Linked DNA regions of Capsicum annuum: all the other regions are linked to region 2. A link is a contact called in public Hi-C data. All regions are on one chromosome and are shown on one strand. The core of a region is the stretch at or near the end of the contact, and the rest is flanking DNA. Distances in the headings are between cores, read along the strand shown. Region 1 holds the start of LOC107878628 (probable acyl-activating enzyme 17, peroxisomal). Region 2 overlaps LOC107870590 (a long non-coding RNA gene). Region 3 holds the start of LOC107870589 (protein TWIN LOV 1).

The links. Hi-C and Micro-C count contacts between places; a contact is called where the count stands out from the background.
Region 1: a contact with region 2 is called in a Hi-C map of leaf, with 2.6 times the contacts expected there. The contact joins the promoter of LOC107878628 here to the enhancer-like site in region 2. A contact is called at or near these places in 2 of 5 Hi-C or Micro-C datasets (leaf and placenta).
Region 3: a Hi-C map of leaf shows a contact between it and region 2, with 4 times the contacts expected there. The contact joins the promoter of LOC107870589 here to the enhancer-like site in region 2. A contact is called at or near these places in 4 of 5 Hi-C or Micro-C datasets (bud, leaf, pericarp and 1 more).

What each region holds. Positions count from the first base shown.
Region 1 is chr5:154,060,738-154,064,395 of UCD10Xv1.1, forward strand. LOC107878628 (probable acyl-activating enzyme 17, peroxisomal) reads right to left here and starts at 2,175. Exons shown (of 14, transcript XM_047413210.1): 1 at 1,652-2,175; 2 at 893-1,022; 3 at 526-773. The coding sequence starts at 1,905.
Region 2 is chr5:154,197,384-154,201,081 of UCD10Xv1.1, forward strand. It overlaps LOC107870590 (a long non-coding RNA gene), which reads left to right. Exons shown (of 4, transcript XR_007055938.1): 2 at 1-99; 3 at 190-325; 4 at 840-1,670. Among protein-coding and RNA genes, the nearest start is that of LOC107870590, 7.2 kb to the left of the region's middle. Within about 2 kb of position 1,343, at least 3 of the 5 cell types and tissues checked have an H3K27ac peak or open chromatin away from gene starts, as enhancers often do. A contact at or near this core is called in bud and leaf, where this site is marked.
Region 3 is chr5:154,379,521-154,383,102 of UCD10Xv1.1, forward strand. It overlaps LOC107870589 (protein TWIN LOV 1), which reads left to right and starts at 1,643. Exons shown (of 10, transcript XR_007055950.1): 1 at 1,643-1,835; 2 at 2,010-2,240; 3 at 2,652-2,861; 4 at 3,106-3,247.

The sequences.
Region 1 (3,658 bases), core at 925-3,424, 140 kb before region 2:
TCACAAGAACAATAGTTTTCTTACGGGTGAGGACTGGGTTTCAACATCCGAAGGACGGCTTGCCCCAAACCAGACTTCAACAACTCGAAGGATGGCTTGCCAAGTAAGTCGAACAGTAGATCAGATCATAGACACAAAGGATTTTCCCTACAAAATGGGCTGGCTTTCCCTAGCCAACCTACTCCACTCGGGAAAACTTACACTTCTGACAGGTTAGCATGTAATAAACTCAGAAAACTATTGCAATTGTAACAAGCTAACTTACCTAGTATTTCCTTAACCTATTACTCCACGAAGGACCGGCCTTCCATGCCTTTCGAAGAGAAGAACAAGAGAAATTTAGAAAGCAATAAATTGGTGGCTCTGGTGTTTTCATGTAGTTGTCCGGTTTCTAGATCTACAACTTTTATTAAGAGAAGATGTTAGCATTTCACAGTATCATATCAAAGCTGATCTAGCTAACTGTTGTACATCTAACTACATCAGTTCATTGAAAGAATAATTTACAACACCAATGAATCTTACCAAACTGATTCACGTAACTCCTGCAAGGTCATCTTTTGCACAGGTGCTTCATCATTTCCTTCACTTCGCCATACTATGGCTACATCACTTAGAGTCCTCTTTCTTTTACTGAGGCAATTCTTCGCTGGATTCACCCTGGCCCCAGGAAGCCACTGACCACCTGGATGAGATGGAGTCTCACGTAAAATACATTCAGGGGGAACTGAAAATGAAATATTCATTTCCTCCAATATGGTTTTCCAAAATACCTAGAAAGAGAGAGAGCAGGAAATGAGAGAGTCAACAAACACATGATTCCTTATTAGCACCAAAATCACAACAGAAGTCCAATAATCAGGAATTCATCTTCAGAGTACACTCAACCTACCTCTTGGTCGGAGACTGAAAATCTCTGAAAATCAGCGAAGCTAGAGATTGGGTCTTCATATTTTGATCCCAAGAACTCCTTTCCATGCCTCTCCAGAAGCTGGCCAATATTCGTCAACTGTGCATTTTTTCTGTTCCAGAAAAAAAAATTGGCATTAAAAATAAATTCAAACAAATTTAAGTTCCGGAAATTCTATAACACACGCAATGTCTTATTTTTTCCATATGCAAAATCTAGTGCAGTCGGAAAAGAATCACCATTCACACTTATCAACCAAAAGAAAAAGGAACAAAGCAAAGGGGAGATGATCAGTCAAGTATACGAGAAATATAGAAAATTGGCATGATATTTTGATATCCAATACACCTTTTGACAAGAAAACCCACAAAACCATGTCGCATGATGGTACGTACACTCATCTATTAATGCCAGCTTATCACTATTTATCAGTCTTTGTATCACCCAGTTAATTCTTGAACATAACTCCATGCTTGAAATTAAGTTACAAAGACTTTTCACATATACATTAACAAACTTAGTCTCTGTGAGCTTCACAGGCATAGCCAGTCACAATTCCAGATAAAGCACAGCGGTGATGAAGTTGATATCATCGTAAAAATAGTCGAATTGCCAACCCAACTTATTCAGAATTGAAGCCTCTATGCAAAAGAGCTTATAAAACTTAAGACGAGGTGAATGAATAAAATGAATCATAAAAAGAATGATAATTAAAGCAAAGGAAAGAGAAGAGGGTCTAACGGGTCGGGTAACCAGGCAGGCGGGTTAGGGCCAAAATCCTTGTAGCAGCCATAGTACATCATCTGGTGGAACGAGAAAGGAAGGTTTGGAGTGAGTATTTGTTTGGAGATATGGTGCCATGTTTGGGGAGTGGCAGACCCGTAATTACCAACTATTTGGGTTAATTTCTCGTGAAGTTCAGAGGGTATTCCCTGAGCTTCGAAGTCGGCGACGGTGACGGAATCTAAGCTCTTGTAATTCTGATGATGACCCATATCCTCCACACACCCCACACCCACACCCACTTGTGAAGTAGTAATAAAGAGTGTGATTACACACAAATTAGAGCAAATGGGTGAAGCAATCAATCAAACACCTTCAAGTTGTTGGATATTATTAATTAATTACTTAGATGAAGAGAAACAAACATGAATTTGAATGATTAGAAACGTGTTCCGTGGCTGCCAAATCTACCAATTTTTTAATCTTTCTTGTTAGAGGGAGATTGGTCTATCTTAAGACACTATTTGATGGTACATAAAGATCGAGGGAACTTACGCCACGTAACTATACAAAATTAAAAAACTTTTAGCACCATATTCTTATTCTTAAAATAAATCTTCATTTAATTTATTTGATCTATTTGAGTCGGCGACTGAAAGGTTCCCTCAACTTAAAAAAATAATTAATTTATGGTCTCAAATTAAAAAGTAACAAAAGTAGATTTGATGCACTTTGTTTTGTGCACTTTGATTTCTTTTCAAAAACGTTTGAGATTGACGAGGTTAAAAGTGGATATTGCACAGGAAAAAAAAGGCAAAACTCTAGGATTTTAAATTTGTTTCAAAAATTCACTTAAATTCCTAAACTAAGGTTTATACCTATCAAATCCCTAAATTTTAAATTTTGTTTCAATTGGGCGTTTTTTACCTAATCAACAACAGACACAAAGTGTGTGTAATACACTCGCCTGACGTGGCAAAATTAGTCAATTAAAAAAAATACGCGGCAAAAAAATAATACGTGAAATTACTGATTTTTTATATTTTTCTATTTAATTATCTATTTAATAATAATTTTAATTAAAAAAAACACCCCCAATTCCGCCCGTCGTCATCTTCACACCACCCCTCCCCCGTTTCACAGCTCTCTCACACACAAACACACGCATTCACTCACACGCACACAGTTTACACACATACACGAGAGCAGCAACACAGTAAACATTTTTCGACGAGACTCGTCGAAAAATCAACTCCAAAATCAGACACAAACACATACATTCACTCACACACATAGAGAGTTCACTCACGCACACTCACAGTTCACACACACACACGAGAAAGTAGCAACACAGTCAACGTTTTCCGGCGAGACTCACCGGAAAATCAACTCCAAAAAAGAAAGAATTTTTTTCCCAAATCTTTGATGTTGTTGACAATGGTGAAGAATGGTTACTTCTTTGATGTAGTCTTTAATGGTTAAGATTGATTAGTGATTTTGTTATTATTCGGAGTTGCTAATTTTCAACTGATTTGATGGATTTTGGTTTGAAGCTTTTCTTCAAATTGTTGCAATGGAAATAATATTTGAGGAAACAATAATCATGTTCACTGCTAATAGATTCAAATCTTGTGCAAAGGAAACAATTTTGTGCTTAATGGATCTTGTTCACTGCTAATTGTTGGGGGGGGGGTGTTTGTGAAGAAGAAGTTGACTGTGGGGCGTGGGGGGAGCTTTTCATTTAAAAAAAAATTAAAATATTAGAATAATTAAAAATTAAATTAATAAAATAATTTAAATATAATTTTTTTAATAAAAAAAATAAAATATTATTTAATTTACTATTCGCACGCTCACACTTTCCTTGCCAAATTAGCATTTTGTGCCTGATAGGTATCAATTTTAGTACTTGAGGTGCCTAATAGGTACAAGCCTTAGTTGAGGGTTCTAAGTGAATTTTCGAGATAAATTTGAGGCCCTATCGATTGGTTTGACCAAAAAAAAATATATTATCCATTTTTTTTA
Region 2 (3,698 bases), core at 93-2,592:
AGAGAAAGCTTTAAGCTCACTATTGAGTATCTCCCGAGAGAGATGAAGCCAAGGGTAATAAAGACCATCAACCTCTATGGTTTTCCATGGTCTTTCATGGTAAACTTTTTTCAATGTTTTTTGTTTTTATTGATTTTGAGTTCAATTATTATTATGATCGTCTCTGACATCATTTTATCTGTGCTTGAGCATTTGAAGCCATTCTTCACCTCCGCCATCAAGTTAAGGACTTCTCAGAGGACGTGTCTTGTCCACGGATCCTTAGATGGCTGGCCGCGAGATCCAACAATCCTGATGTTGATCTGTTTCAACCCCCTAGGACGCGGTAAGCCTTACAACACATGTGCATAAAGTAACTTAATTTCTACCCCTTTGAATATTTTGGAACAAACTTTTAATCTTTTGTTATAACTATTATACTCGTTGGACATTATCCAACATATTACTAAGTTGTTGCAATAAATCAAGTTATTTGTTAAAATTATCCTAACAACTATTGTAGTTGTTGCAATCATTCCTCTATGTGTTGCAATCTATTATGACAAATAATATATGGTGAACTGCTGCCATAACCTCTAAATTTGTTGTAGTGATGGCTTGTGTTACAGTTTAGTCCCTTGCATGCTTCTTTAGACTTATGTTGTTGAATTAGTTTGAAAATCCAATAAAGTTGTTAATAAATTCTAAACATGTTGAGAATACCCCATAAATTCATGAAGTTGCAACAACTATGTAATATATTGAACAACAGTTTCTGAATTTGTTGCAATAACTGTTCTAATAAATTGTTGATTTTGATGAGTCAGCGTCATTTTAATATATTTATTTTTGGCATGTAGATTGTGCACCCTGTTTTAGTTCCTAAAAAAAAAAAGTGTTCAAGATGGAAAATATTATCAATTTTGTGCCCTTGGAATCTTGAAACGACGAACTTATTGAATTAAAAAAGTGATTTGACTGGAGCCACAAAACATCAATAGGAATTGGTCTAGGGCTCTTGAGAGTGATGCTAGGAGGAACGATGGTGATAATGTTTATAAAGCAATTGATGATATTGTGGCAAGTGTTGTTGCTGGTTAAACGAAAAATAACGATGAACACAATGTTGTAAGAAGTTATGGTGGTGATGGTAGTGATTTCAGTGGAGATACTCCATTTGGAGTTGGTGGACACGCAGCAGAAACTCCTTTCCAGTTGGCTGGGTGTTCATCTATTGGGGTGGTACTTCCAAGGTGCCATCTTGTTCTTGTGAATGTCACAAGTGCAAAGAGAATATGAAGAAGTTGACAGAGAAAATTGACCCTTTGACCAAAAGTGTTTTCTCTCTTTGGTGAAGGCATCAGAAAGCTAAGAGGCCTTGATTAAAAAGTTCATATCTAAAAGAGGTATCTGGCTATCTTCGTAGATATCATCTCCTTTCATTCCTAGCTTTATAAAGAGGAAAGCACAACAAATTTCGAAGGGCAGTTGGGCATGTCAAAGAGAAGACAACTAATACTCCAAAGAAGCACGCAGATGATAAAGAATTGGAGCGCCCTAAGTTGGGTTGATGAAACATTTGAACAATTTATGTTTATGTTTATGTTTTTGTTAAACAATTTATATTTCTATTATGTCTATATTTGCTATATTTAGTGGATCTGTGTTCAATATATTCTATGTTTGGTAAAGAATCTGTTGCAACAAGTTATTACACTAGGTCCCCAAACTGTTCTAAACGTCCCAATAAGTAATACAGTAATTGTTGCAACAAGTCAGATTACTTATTTGAAAGATCTTAGCAAGTAGCAAGCTTGTTACAACAATTCATGTAAATTGTTGGAAATGCCTAACAAGTGGACAAGTTTGTTCAACAGATTCTAAGTTATTGCACTAATATTTTCAATTTACTGCCACGAAATGGTCGGACTTGCTCCAACTCATTTCAAACTCCTGAATTTCTGAGCTAAAGCATCCAATCCAAAACTAGACCAATGGAATAGACACTAGAAGGGACTCCTTTGAAGCAACAAAAGCCAAGTGATTCTTTCCTATACACAAACCTCCTACTCCAGCTCACAATGTGCGAATCTGTTCTTGATTCGTTCCTATCTTGTAGGACTTGTGTATACACTATTTAAACCCCAATTGTTTAATTCTTATGGATGTGATCTTCTGTATTATACATTTCTAGTGTCACTTTCGTGCAGGGGCGGAGCCAGCCTTTTATTAGGGGGTTCGGCGGATTAATAATTAAAATGATTTTTATGTATATATTGTAGATGTTGAACCCCCTTCGGCTATGAATACTATTCAGATTCTTTTTAAAATATGATATATTCCCTCAAAACTCACTTTGTTATTTTCCTCTCTATATGCGTGTAAAATGAATTAAAATAACTTAATTTATTATCAAATGAATTATAATGCAATGGATTATAATCACGTATTGAATTATTTATTTTCCTCTCTCATTTGACAATTATTTATTTTCCTCTCACTTTGTTATTAAAAATATTGAATTATTCTAGTAATTATAACTTACACCTCAAAACTCTCTCACTATTGTAGTAATTCATTTTCTAGTTACATCTTATCACAATAATTTTTAATCGATATAGCTTTTTTTAATAATTTAGATAGTTCAATAATTATATTTAACATAATTTATTTATTTATATTTTTAAATATTTTAATTATCACTCAAATAATGTTTGTTGTTTAAGTTAATACTTTATCTAAATATTTTTTTCATATAATATTTTATTACTTTTAAAATTTGAATTTCATATTTATTACAAATAAATAAATTACATATATTTAGAAGTTAAAAAAAACAAATAGTCTTAATCATTCAGTATTCAGATCTAGAAACAACATCTTAATCATTTAGACATCCATTGAGATTCAGACGTCTTAATCTTAAAAAACCAAATGCACCTAAGTGCTACTTTAAATGCATTCATATCATAGGATCTACAAAGTTACATTGGAAATAATACTTACCAGGATGTCTTACTTAATGGAGTTCAGAATCAAAATATGTTATGAAATTAAAAATAGTATTAAAATATGTCATGTATATAAAAGATGACCATAATATGTTTATTCAATTTTTAAGTGAGTTATATGAATTGTCTTTAACGGAAATTGTCAAACGGAGTTAAAATTTTGAAAAAGTACATAACTCTTTTTTTAAGTAAGTTATGCATTTTTTTCTACATAACTCATTTAAAAAGAGAGAGCTATATAATAGAAGATACATAACTCACATGCATTTTTTCTATATAACTCACTTAAAAAGTGATTATATAATAAAAGTTACACGACTCGCTTAAAAAGTGAGTTATGCATTTTTTCTACATAACTCACTCAAAAAATGAGTTTTAAGTGAGTTATATAATAAAAGTTACATAACTTACTTTTTTTTTTACATAAATATAATAAAAATTATACAACTCACTTTATAAAAACTTACATATTATGTGAACAATCATTTTATCTTTTTAAAGTTTTATTTTTTTAGGAAGAAAGCCAACTAATACGAAACGGAGGGAGTAATATTCACTGATTATGTAAATTGTTCAAATATAAAATAAGTAAAAAAAAAAGAGTTATCCATTGAATATAGCTCTTAAAATATGTGTGATAAGTGCATAACTTTATCAGTGATATGAAATATGAATATGGTGCTAAAAATATATGAGTTATGCAAAAAG
Region 3 (3,582 bases), core at 393-2,892, 180 kb after region 2:
TCTATAAGTGAAACAATAATTTCATTTTTCTTAAAAGAAAGTAGAGAAAAAGAAAAGATTCCATGAAATTGAATTTATTTTCATGCCTAGTTTTAGTAAGTTTTATACTTGTTTATCATTTATATATATAACACAAATCTAATTATATGAATCTCATATTTTTTATCTTATTTTATCCTTTTCATTTCTCTTTAAACTATAAAATGTGAAAAATCAAAAACTACAATTTCATGAATCAATAAACAACTTTCTTATGAATTAAATGTCATTTAAAAATTCTAAACTAATGTTACATTCTCATATTTTATCAAAAGATTTACTAAAATCGATGTACATAATTGCGGAAGGATCCATAGATACTTTCGTAAGTAGCACACATATACGTTTGCCTTCTTCCTTTGCTTTTACTTTAAAAAATAAACACTCTGGTCTAGACACGTACATAAAAAATTGACATCACCAATGAAAAAAATCAGAAAAATAGTTAACTAAATTAATATAAACTTTTGAAAATGGTATATTGTGAATTGAAGAGGCAAGAAGAACTAACACACATATAAATATAATTTCTCTCAAAAGAATTTTAAACAGTAATAGTTAGATTCTTGTCATCTCAATATCCTATCATTTGTATATCAATCGAGCCTTAAAAGAGTCATAAAAAAATAAACTAAGTGTAGCATGAAACGAAAAAGGACAACTAAATTGTTAACTAAAAGTGCTAAGAGCAGTTGGAGATGTTATATTGTGAATTGAAGAGGAAAGAAGAACTATCACTCATATAAATATAATTTCTCTCAAAAGAATGTTAAACAATAATAATTAGATTCTTGTCATCTCAATATCCTACTTCATTTGTATGTCAATCAAGCCTTAAAAGAGTCAGAAAAAAACAAACTAAGTGTAGCATGAAACGAAAAAGGACAACTAAATTGTTAATTAAAAATGTTAAGAGCAGTTGGAGATGAAGTTTAATAAATCAAAAATATAAAAAATATTGCACTTTGAACTATATCTTGGCCGGTGAGACTTTTCTTTTGTTGCTATATGCTATGTCTCATACCCACGGTGAGATAAGGACAAGAAAAACAGTTATGATAGTAATCTTCTTTTCATCTACAATTAAAATTTTAATAAGATTAAGATTAAAAGAAATACAAGATTGCCAAAAATTAATTAATGGGCACATAACATAAAAGAAAATTGTTCTAATAAAGTAATACATAACTCTTTACAAAAATATAAAAATGTACGAAGTTTGTTAATAGACGATGCACAGAATAAAAGAAATCTACTCTAAAAAAATAAATAAAGCTTAAAGGAGTGATTTTCAAAATGCACGTACCTTTTAAGAAATAATTGTGATTAGATTTTTTCAAGAAACCATTGTTTCACACTATTTAAAGAAAAAATTGTTATTCGATTTTTTAATACAAAATTAAATAATTGGAGGTTATGAATATAAAAGGTTTTAAAGTTATGAATTTTATTAATATTAATTAAGAGTGTAATTTATTATGAATATAGAGAGATGTTTGTTATGAAAATAATTTTTAAAATAAAATAATTGAAGAAAATGAAAGAAAAATTCCCCCCAAAAAAAAAAAAAAGATAAATAGAATCTTTGGTGAAAGAGAGGCACTTTCTTCTACTGCTACAGTGAAAAAAAATTTGTTTTATGGGAAGCAGTGGAAAGCTTAGTGTATGGGAGAGGTAGTGGCCTGATTTTGGAAAATCTTTGTTGATGAGTCAAGATTATTTTATAAGAAGAAGGTTGGGAGGAAAATTTTTGAATGAGCAGTAGATTTATTTTCCTAATTTATTTAAAATTTAAGGTTAGTTTCACCTTCTTAAAGCTTCATTATTTACTTACGTGTCTGTTTCAACTTCAATTAATCTCTTCCACCGTTTTTCTCCACATCTCTAACATTCTTCTCATAAAATTTTCTACTATGAAAAAGTTATTGATGGTTATTGCTAATTCTGGGTTGCACTGAACATGCTATTAGGACATTATTTATTTATAATGGCGTCGATTGCACCGCCGGTGACATTCCGAGTTTCGTACCTCAACTACCTGGATTTTTCTGAGCTTCGTATCTCAACCTGAACTATTCGATTTTTTGAGTTTCCACCATTCCACATCAGCAACATCTGTCATCGGAAAAATCACCAGAGAAGTCGCGAGTGGCGTTCTGCGAAAGCATCAAAAGAGATGGCATGGGAACCGTTACATTCAGGTCCATGGAATTCAGTTGTACCCATATGGAGAGATGCATATTGTAATATAAAACCCCCATTTTCGCAATCCTATTTGCATTATGTAATTAATGGGTTTAGGTTATTCATGGAATGCCCTGATGAAGGAGTGTGATCCAAATCTTAAGTTATACACCATTTTTGTCTATTCGGTTTGAGTACCTCTTTAAATTTTCATTTATAGCATTTTGGTTTATTTTTCCCAGTTGTTTTTTCTATTGAAAAATTTGAATGCAGCTTACGAATTAAATCAGTGAATACATGTTTTCTAGACGAGCTTATAAGTGAGATCCTCTAAGCTTTCAAATAGTTGAGGTGGTCTAGCATTTACTTGAGTGCTAACAATGTAGTGAGATGATATGTGTGGTTATTTATTTCTTTTGACTTTGCAGGTGCAGCAGTTGTTACCTAGGAAGTCACTGTCTTGTAAGTTAGTAGGGAAAAGGCCAGGCTTATTGTTGGAGGCATTCCCGAAAGACCATTATTTATCAGGATCCCCAATGGTCATCAGAGATTCCATGGATCAATGGCCTGCTAAGAATAAGTGGAATGACATGAATTACCTTAGAAAGGTTGCTGGCTTCCGTACGGTCCCCATTGAGGTGATTAATTTATTCATGTTGTTATTTCAATTTAGCTGAACTCTATATCTGTTGCATAGTCCAACCATATCAAAAAGGTAAGTCCTTTTTTTAAGCAACTGATCAAGAACACAAGTCCTTATAATCTGTTTTGTCCATGCAAGTATATATAAAGAAAATAGGAGATAGAATTACTTCACACATTGATTGATTTGACTGCACATTTTGTCGTTTGAGGAGAGTGAGCATTGTGAATTTGTTTTAGCCATCCAGAGTTGGACTAAATTTATGCCAAGATGGAGCTGGCTGTAGAGAGTCTGTGCTTAGGTGTTATAGAAGGGAAGTCTACTCCATGAGCATGGAACGGGAGCTGCCTGTTACATTGGGTTCAAGCTTGGAATTCACAGGTACATTTTGATTGAAATATATCTTCTTGTAGATATATGTAAGCTTTTGTCATTTTCCCTCTCTTCACCATGATCGATTATGTGAAATGGTTTTGCAAACTCTGTTTTTTCATACAGGCTGTGTGGTTATAGTACCCAAATACTCGTATTGTGCCAACTGTACAATTCGTACTACATAAGCAGAATAGCTACACACTCTATAAAAAGAGGCTCGATAAGCTCATGTGATTGTAGGGATATTTTCTTGTCATTGGAAAACTATAATTTAGGCTTATCTAGACTTGGCTATCTTTGTTCTTCGTTGAAGCTTATTTTGTGTTGTCAAAATAATGAAA